2 separate regions of the Zea mays genome follow, and region 1 is linked to region 2. A link is a contact called in public Hi-C data. All regions are on one chromosome and are shown on one strand. The core of a region is the stretch at or near the end of the contact, and the rest is flanking DNA. Distances in the headings are between cores, read along the strand shown. Region 1 holds the start of LOC100194040 (ribosomal protein L10 homolog). Region 2 holds the start of LOC100381591.

The links. A called contact is a pair of places that touch in the nucleus more often than the background predicts.
Region 1: a Hi-C map of tassel shows a contact between it and region 2, with 2.1 times the contacts expected there. The contact joins the promoter of LOC100194040 here to the promoter of LOC100381591 in region 2. A contact is called at or near these places in 2 of 25 Hi-C or Micro-C datasets (ear and tassel).

What each region holds. Positions count from the first base shown.
Region 1 is chr3:235,328,569-235,333,213 of Zm-B73-REFERENCE-NAM-5.0, forward strand. LOC100194040 (ribosomal protein L10 homolog) reads right to left here and starts at 1,926. Exons shown (of 8, transcript NM_001359379.1): 1 at 1,835-1,926; 2 at 1,438-1,606; 3 at 1,222-1,312; 4 at 1,076-1,134; 5 at 925-985; 6 at 563-653; 7 at 407-483; 8 at 1-220. The coding sequence starts at 1,862. The coding sequence ends at 101. TRNAI-AAU (transfer RNA isoleucine (anticodon AAU)) reads left to right here and starts at 2,497; the gene lies at 2,497-2,570. It overlaps TRNAP-CGG (transfer RNA proline (anticodon CGG)), which reads left to right and starts at 4,258; the gene lies at 4,258-4,329.
Region 2 is chr3:234,963,640-234,968,303 of Zm-B73-REFERENCE-NAM-5.0, forward strand. It overlaps LOC100381591, which reads left to right and starts at 1,663. Exons shown (of 14, transcript XM_008674846.4): 1 at 1,663-2,048; 2 at 2,488-2,587; 3 at 2,688-2,815; 4 at 3,026-3,206; 5 at 3,293-3,405. The coding sequence starts at 2,047. LOC100274116 reads left to right here. Exons shown (of 8, transcript NM_001360535.1): 7 at 1-75; 8 at 211-457. The coding sequence ends at 235.

The sequences.
Region 1 (4,645 bases), core at 676-3,175, 370 kb after region 2:
ACTTCCAATACTCCCTGGTACATGGCCACACGCACAGTTACCAAAAGCTGTCCCAGCAAAGACAGCAAGTGAGCCCTTTGTGTATACAGGAAACAAAAGCTTAAGAGGATTCATCAGCTCCTAGGTGCATCAAGCCTTCTTTGTAAACTTCAAAGTCATCGCCCGACCAGCGACACACAAGGTATAGACGGAATGTCGCCATTTGTATCCCAAGCAGCCGCTGCAAGAGAGAGATCGAAGGATACTCAATACAATGGAATAGAAAAGGATAAAATGAGTAGGTGTCGATTTTCACGTAAACTGAGCACAATAGAGCCTAACTTTAGATTAATCATAAGTTACATAATGAATTATGGCATATCTTCAAAATCAAACATATAACAGCCATCACACAGTAATACTGTACCAGAGTCTGCGCTGCTTCTGGCGAAAGGGGCTTTCCTTCCTCACAAACTACATGGTCTGCAACCAACTCTACAACACCTGCAACAACAATGGTAGACTTTTTAACGACAACTTGGCAGATTCTAAGCACATATGTAATGCAGACGAGACTGCAAACCTTTGTTCAAGCGAACTGGAAGTCCTTGCTTGCGTAGAAATGGCTCCATCTCATGTGTGAACTGTTCCAGAGGGCCTTCCTTAAGCTCAACCTGAGGAATTGTAGATGTTGTTTGTAAAATGTTGTAAATTTGGTGAAACTCATTATACAAGAAACCGAAAATGGCACTACAGAGCTACTACAAATAAGTGCCATTGTCAAAGTACTGTTACCACTGTGTGCGTGATAGTATCAGTATATACTGGTAATACATTAACACCAAGAGCCTAAACTTGACATTGGTCAGCAGAACATGGTTTTCCTAGCCAGTCTATTTGAAGAAACCAGACCAGGGATATACATGAAAAGCAAAACTAGAATACCGTATCGATAGCAGTACTTCCTGTCCTTGCAAAATCATGCTCCTCGAATTCTCGAAACATCCTGCCAGTATGATATATACGAGCATATCAAAATCTTCATATAAAGCTACAACAAGAAATGTAAGTAATGGTGATGACATCCGGATACTACCTCTCAACATCATCCCTTGGAAGATTGGTGAATAACAGACCAGAGTTGCCTTGAAGGAACTAAACACGGCGAAGTTACTTTCATCAAAACGTCATATTAATGGGGAATGCAGTGCCTACTAAATTCTGAAAAGGAACAGGTCTCACCTTGGAAAGTTTGTGGAGGCCTGTTTTAGCTTCATCAGCAGGCGAACGCCCCAGCGCTATCTGCATAACCTTCTTTCCAGCGAGAAAAATCCTGGAACAGAACATATTGCATGGAAGGGTAAGATGGATGACCAAAGCAGAAGCGGAATTAGATCCGGTCCACTCCACTGCAGCGTTCGGAGACAGAATCAACAGCATGCAATGTGGGCGCCGTACCTGCTCGAAGACTTGAGCTGCTCCCTGAGGTCCTTGAGCTTCTGATTCCTCATGTTATCGTAGGTAAAAACATAGGCGCTGCTGTATTTGTCGACAGCATCTTTTATCTCGGCGACTACTTTGCCCTTGCGCTCTAAACCTGGCTTCTTCTTGGTCTTCGATAAGGTCACTGCGTTCGGCGCGCATTAGCATAATTTACAGCAGCGAGGCCACTGTGCAAGCTAAGAAGTGTTGTTGCTTGAGAGAGATTTGTTTTTTACTTCCAGACTAGCAAACAAATTTTAGAAGGCACAAATTTGTACAGGAAAACGCTTCGATACTACAAACAGGAAATAAGCGAGAGAGCTCTACGAAGGTGCAGAAGGGAGAGGAGGAGCTTGAAACGATTGATGATCACCTGGGCGGTTGCGCTTCGACTTCGGCATCGCGTTCCTGCTTCCTTCCTCGTCGCGGTTGGCGGCGGCGGCGCGGGCCTCTGCTAGGTTTTAGAGGTCTGTTCGTCTCGTGCTCGGTGCCACTGCCGGCGCTATGTTTAGGTGTATAGTTTTTATCGCGGAAGGATACGATGGAGAGGCTAATGTCTGTTGGACTAGCAGGCCCATTAACTTGCAGAGCCCACTTGTTCATCCAGGATATAATAAATGAACTAATACTATCTAAAGTCATGTTAGGAAGAAACCTAGTTTTTTTTAAAAAAAAAACTGTTTCTATCTCAAATTTTCTATAAACCGGTTTATTAAAAAACTGTATAAGGGTGTTTGGAACCTGGTTTTTAAGAAATTAGTTTTTAGTTATTTGATACACGATGGCTAGTCTATATTTACTCTATTTTAAAAGTGGTGATAATAGATGTAAATTTTGTGAAATCAATAATGATAAGAATGGGAAAACTGTTTTTAGATAGGACAAGATAGCTTCTTGGTTTTTTAGAAAACAGGAATCCCAGTTTTTATAGATTAATGTATAAATTGGTATGTTAAGAACCACTTAGTTTTTATAATGTGGTTTCATAGAATCTATATGATTCTAAACATACCTTAAGTATAAGTTAACATATATGGCCTATTAGCTCAGTTGGTTAGAGCATCGTGCTAATAACGCGAAGGTCGCAGGTTCGAGACCTGCATGGGCCAAATTTTAGAATGTTTTTTGTTTTTTTTTTTTGTTTTTTTTTCTTTGGTTCTCCACAACGATCCTCATGGGCACCACAGCTGCAAGCGCAGCCCAAGCATATGCATAAAGATAGCAAAACCACAGCCTACTCTGCAATGTGTTCAGAAGAAGCATACCAGCGACAGCGACAAACAAATATTTGATCACTAAAAAATATACCTGCGGTCTCCATGCGCCTGGTGATCATCGAGTTCAGCACGCCTCTTTCACCATGCCTGGCGATGATGATAAGCGCAGCAAGGAATGGAGCAAATACATCATCTGATTCTGAAAACGAAGCGACCAAGGAAAGGAACTATTTGCAGCAAGGTAGATGGACTAGGGGCATAAGACGAAGAACTTTGTCTTTGTTGGTGGCCTAATTTTTACTTTACCTGAAGAAAGAGGAAATGCACTAATTCCTAGAGTTATGTTTATGTGCACCAGTTTCCTGCAGAGGTTGTAGAATGCAAAGATAAAGACATACGGAGACCAATCAATAAGTTCATGTCCTTAATTAGAGTTCCTAGAAAAATACAGTACCATTCTATTGGGAAAATATTAAAACTCTTCTCTTTGCATGCACACATAGAGTCGCTTGACAAAGGTTAATGTGTCAATTAACAAAAAGATCAAAATTGGACATAAAACTGTTAATTGTGTTTTTATTAATTATGTTTTCAACAATATTGGATATATATTTTAAGGCTATCTCCAGCAGCTTACATATCATCATCCCTATATTCAAACTATAATCGACGAACAGTGCAGCCTACAATGCAAAACAACATATGAGTGAACTGTTGTGGACAGTCTAATAATAAACTCTAGAGTACCAAATACTCATGCTAGTACTATTACAGATCTGGTTGGGCCATTGGGAGGTCGTTATTCGTCTCGATCGCGAGACACTTAGGCCACGCCGATTGACCGAACACGGACCCTGCTGCCGCAACCCCCTCTGTGGTGGGACTTCGGACGGCGGCGCAAGTCCCATGCCTCCTCAGATGGTTGAGTTGTTGTCGAACTACTGATGCCTGGGCTAGAGGAAAATTGAGGCGGTTCCAAATATATCAGTTAATGACTCAGTTTATAGAAATTAGATTATTAGTTTCTTAAAACCTAAAACCAAGAAGTTGACCTCTTAGCTAAAAGATAAAAAATGGTTTCTTAAAAAGTGAGTTGCTTGCAAACTGGGCATTTCTCCGTTCTGGATTATAAGTTATTTTGTCTTCTTGTACTTATATATACTCTCGTTTTGTTGATGCTAATCTATAAATAAATGGACTAATTGGCTTAGTGAAAGATCATATAACCTAAACTAACAGAGTGATTGTTTTCTTATATGCTAATATGCCGTTTAGGCATTATTCAGCCTAGCTAATACCTATCTAAAAGCGACAAATCAGTGTTTAGGCAAACAGTTGATATTACTCTCTCAAGAAAACATGGATTGAGTTTTGAGGAAGGGTTGCGTTGCATATTTGATGCCATATGCCATCATGAATGAATGGCAGGATGTTTATCTCATATTATGTTTAGACAGCGTACTGAAGAAGTGCTGGTGGGTTGTCATTCAATGGGAATGGTCTGGATGTTGGTTATCTAAGTAAGCCATTTTTTCATTGAAAGTAATTATAATATTATATCAACACTAACACCCAAAAAGGGTGTTTGGTCTAGTGGTATGATTCTCGCTTCGGGTGCGAGAGGTCGCGAGTTCGATTCTCGCAACACCCCTTTTTTATATACATTTTTTAATATGTAATGGTCCCACTTGGCAGTGTCTTGTCTTGTGTTTGCGCCTGAGATCATTGGCCGTTTCCTGCTAATGTTTTTTTTAGGCATTTTCTGCTAATGGGTTGAAACCTAGCCAAATCCATTGCAAATGAGTTATCTTCTTTAACCCAATCCAATAATTCAACTAAATAATTTACTCTAACCCGCCTATAGATAATGGGTTAAACTCATTACATACACCCATGTAATACATATGGAAGAATCGTGTTCACTGAGTGAATTCGCTACCATGTTTTGACTTTAAAATTTTTACAAA
Region 2 (4,664 bases), core at 413-2,912:
GGTGCTACGGGCATCGACTGCTCTAGAAAGTGTTCAGCTAGACCGCAAATCTCGGAATCTGCCAACATCTTGGAGGTAGGTGGGGCCATCGTTTGATTAATCGCCCCTCCCTCATAATAATGTGTACGTGTCCAATGTGATTGCCTTTTATTTTGGCCGGGAAACACCATGTGATGGAATGCGTGTATGGTGTGTGCCTTCAATTTGCAGGCATTCAGGGGATGGCGCCGAGTAACAACAAGGCTTTGGAGCTGGTTGCTTGACTTGACCCTGTATCATGTAATTTGTATGCCAATCATTTGCAGTGATACGATGCTTGGATTGCTGCTATCTTAGAGAAGTGGTAAACTGGTTATGCGTGTTTGTCTTGTAACGAACAAAACAACTTTAGTGTTAGTTTCATGTTGCAATTTTCAAAGCTCTCATGTTGGAACTGCGTGGACTAGTTTCATCGTCATAAAGCTCATTTTATTCCCGTAGAACATTATTTAATCATCACTCGCTTCATCATGTGTGTATATTTGTTTAGTAGCTTATTTAATGCTCCTGAAACTTTACTAAAACTGCCTTAAACCCACCTTATTTTTTGACTAGAAAAATAGATGATCAAGTAAGGCCTCTACTTAACCCCTCAAAATCAAGAAAGCCCCTAATCTATGCAAGTATACATCCTCCCACTCCTCCCATGATCAAGTAGGACTGGCTTTAATCCATATGGGTTTTCTACTGTTTCTACAACGTTGTCTCTATAGATTATAACTGTAGCAGTCCAAACAACTGCTTTTTAATCTGAAGCGAAAATATTTCTCTTACCATGCCTTTTTCACCATCCCATGTTATAGGCTCCACCCATTGACCCATCATGCGTCAATCTGCCACTGCCTATGGATGTGTCCACAACCACTACTATCATCACAAACAATAACCCTATGCACCTTCTTTCCTAACATCAAAATACAAGGAGAGAGCCTTGCTAAATTGATGCCTCTACCTAGCCATAGGCTAAATCCAACCTCTATTCCTCCCCAATACATACCCCACCACTTTTCTTCTTTCTAACCTAGAACCAATGCAATTTTACATGTGCATTTTTATGGTCCATTGACACTAGAAAAAGTTAAGACCTCTTGGATGTAGCACAAAAAAAAAAGATTGTTGTTTTAAAATAATAACGATGTAAAACATGTCATGCATGATTATGAATCTAAGTTATATACTCTCCGCATCCTAAAATAGTATTTGTTTTAGCTCTTAATTTTTATGTCTATATAAATAGACGATAATAAATCTAGACATATATAAAACACATATATCAAATATTGTATAAACTTATTAATTATCTAAAACGAATTTTAAATTTGGGACAGAGAGAGTATAAGGTATAGAGAAGGCGATTATAGATTTTTAGAAAGTAAGAAGGCAAGATAAAGAAAGAGTTTATGAAATAGAAAAAATCTGAGTTGGAAGGAACCTTTTCCTTTTTAATACTCTATCGGTTCTAAAATATAATTTGTTTTAGACTAAACATATATTTATTAATTAACTTATGAATCTAGTTTGCATCTATGTATACATTTAAGGTGGAAGAAAAAGAGCTAGAAAGAACTATATTTTAGGACGAAGGGATATTATGTTGAGATTCAGATTGAGATGAGGTAGATAAGATAGAGATATGTTTGAATCAGTCTTAATCAGCGCAAAAGAAAAGTATGGATGAGTTTGGTGCGGCACACCACAAGGAAGAGCACAGAAAATCCCAAATTCCCACCACGCAGGTCGCAGGCGCACCCGTCTCTCCCTTCTTCCTCCTCTCCCTCTTCTACACCCGACAGGCACAGGCACAGGCACAACGCATCGTCCCCCTCCCTTTCCAGCGCCCCAACCACAAGGAACAGCCGAACAGGTCGGGGTCAAGCCATCGGACCTTGATTCCGCTTGCCCTCCTGCTTTATCCCGCCGCCGCCGTCGTCGTCTCAACCGCCCACTCCTTCCTCTCCCTGCCGCTCCTGCGAATCGCGAAATCGGAGACCCCCGGACCGCCCTCCAATGTGAGTTTCTCTCCTTCCCGCTACTCCACCTTCCCCTTTTCGGCTCGATTCACTACAATCTCATGGGAATTTCGCTGCACTGCCCTCTCCCTCTTTTTTCTGTAATTATTGCTGTTATTAATAATATCAGACCCGTGCGCGTATCCCCGTAGCAGAGAACAACCGGTGGTATTTAGGACTGTCATATGTTTTTTTCTGCCGATAGATTTAAAGTTGGATGGCTGATTTGTTAGAATCGGACAAGGTTCGAACAGTCTATCCTTCCTGTGCTGTGTGCTCGAATATTTGGCATCTCAAGTTCCTGACACTGTACCTCAAGGATTTGTTGATTGATGCCTTACCTGTTCGAGTCTAGGTCGTCTTCTTATTGTTCTGCGTGCATAATACTTGGGACTTGGTGGTTGTTTCTCCTCACGCTGGCTGACTTGCAATCCACCAGGACGACCATGAGCGACGATGGTGACCGCACCTGCCCGCTCTGTGCCGAGGAGATGGACATCACTGACCAGCAGCTCAAGCCATGCAAATGCGGTTATGATGTATGTCTACTGATCTTCTTCCTATCCTATCAATCATATTGCAGCCTGCCTTGCATGCACTTTGTGCCATCATCTAACAATAACTGCCATAACTCTGCAGATTTGTGTTTGGTGCTGGCACCACATCATAGACATGGCTGAGAAGGAGGAAACAGTGGGCCGCTGCCCTGCATGCCGCACATGCTATGACAAGGACAGGATCGTCAAGATGGCTGCCACTTGTGACAGGTCCATCACAATGCTTCTCTTTTGCCAATCAATTTGTGTTTTACTTCAGCATACTACAACATTTGCAATTGATTACCCTTTTACATATCATATAAGAATAGGTAGGTCTTCTCAGCCTTTATTTCTGTCTCAGTTAACTGGTCCCATCTGTTGAAGTTGACCTTGCCACTAGGTATCTCAAACTTAACTTTACACTGATGATGGAAGCAGGACAGTGGCAGAGAAAAATGCAGAGAAGAAGCACAGGACCCAAAAGGTTAAGCCAAAGGCAGCACCTTCAGCAGCAGCAACATCAACTGTAGAATCTAAGAAGCATCTGGCTAGTGTCAGGGTTATCCAGAGAAATCTGGTGTATATAATTGGGCTACCTGCACATTTATGCAATGAGAGCGTGAGTTCACATCCAAATTTGATCAAGTTGTGTGATATGTTTAAATTTTACTTCTCATACCAGCTCTACTATTATTACTTGTTTAGGTACTTGAGTGTAGGGAGTACTTTGGCCAATATGGGAAAATTTTGAAGGTTTCAGTTTCCCGTCCGACTGGGCCTCCCTCTCAGCAGGCATCAGCAAACAGCAATATTAGTGTGTATGTCTCTCTGAACCATACACTATACATGCATGATCTGTTCATACTTCATATGCAGTTAGATTTCTACTTTCATCAGTCATCACTGCCTCACTGGTTAATTAGTCGTATATCAAATATTTATCCACTGCTTCCATGCAATTGCATGTTTCAAGTTTCTAATGCTTCCTTGTTATACCAGACCATTGGTGTTATAAAAAAATTCCAGACTTCCATCTCGTTACTCGTTTTCCAGTGAACTTAGTGAAAATGTGATAGTTATGCCCATATTCTTGCAACTAGCTCAGTCATATAAGTTTACTCGGCTGTGTGATTTGCCTGCAGCCTCTGTGCTTGAAAGTAACATTTGTATCCTCATTGCCAACATTAAGATATGTATTGTATTATTGGCGTGAAATTCTAAGAATCAGATAGATGCAAGTTATCTGTTCTGGGCTAAGTTCAGATTCTAATCCTGCATGTGCAGATACCAGATATAGATGAAATGCACCTCTTAATGAAATGCCTGATTTTCTTGGTTTGAGTACTTTATATTGTTCTCCTGGGATGTTTTTAGTTTCTGGGTGATTTTCTCGGAAGTTCCAAGAGTGCCTCGATGTATTAGGAAACTGTGTTATGCCAGAAACATGCATAATGCATTTTTTATATTTAACCAGAATTGAGTTAGGGATTATCATTAAGACATTAACCAATACGTAGTTAGGGTGCCTATTTTTTTCTAGTGTAGAATTTGATGTGTATATTGAATGTGCATGCTTGCAACATGTCTAATATGGATTGTATTTGAGTGGTCCTTTTGTTAAAGAACATGTGAAATTAGAGTTCTAGTCTTCTAGAACACACACTGTTCCTCAGGTTTACTTTCTATACATAATGCTTCCATGTTTTGATATGTTGCTGTGATTCCTTGGTTTAGCTATCCTTGTAATACATGCTGTTACATAAACCAATTTGTTTTTCCCTGAAGAGATTATGCTACCTGTGAGAGAGATATGCTGTGTAGGCTATTGTGTATTGAATGATTAAAGTGCCAGTCGGTTACAGTATTTATAGGAAGAGGAGATCATGTGTGGCTTATAGAAATAGTGCCAGATTGATCTCCTCTATCAATCAGTATTAGGCCTTACCAGGATGGAAGGTTGAGCTTTTAAATCTTGCGGGGAGAATCACTCTTATCAAATCTGTATACTCTCTGCCATCCCAGTTTACTTATTTATTGCTCTCAATGCTCCTAAATGGGTTATCGAAGCCATTGATAA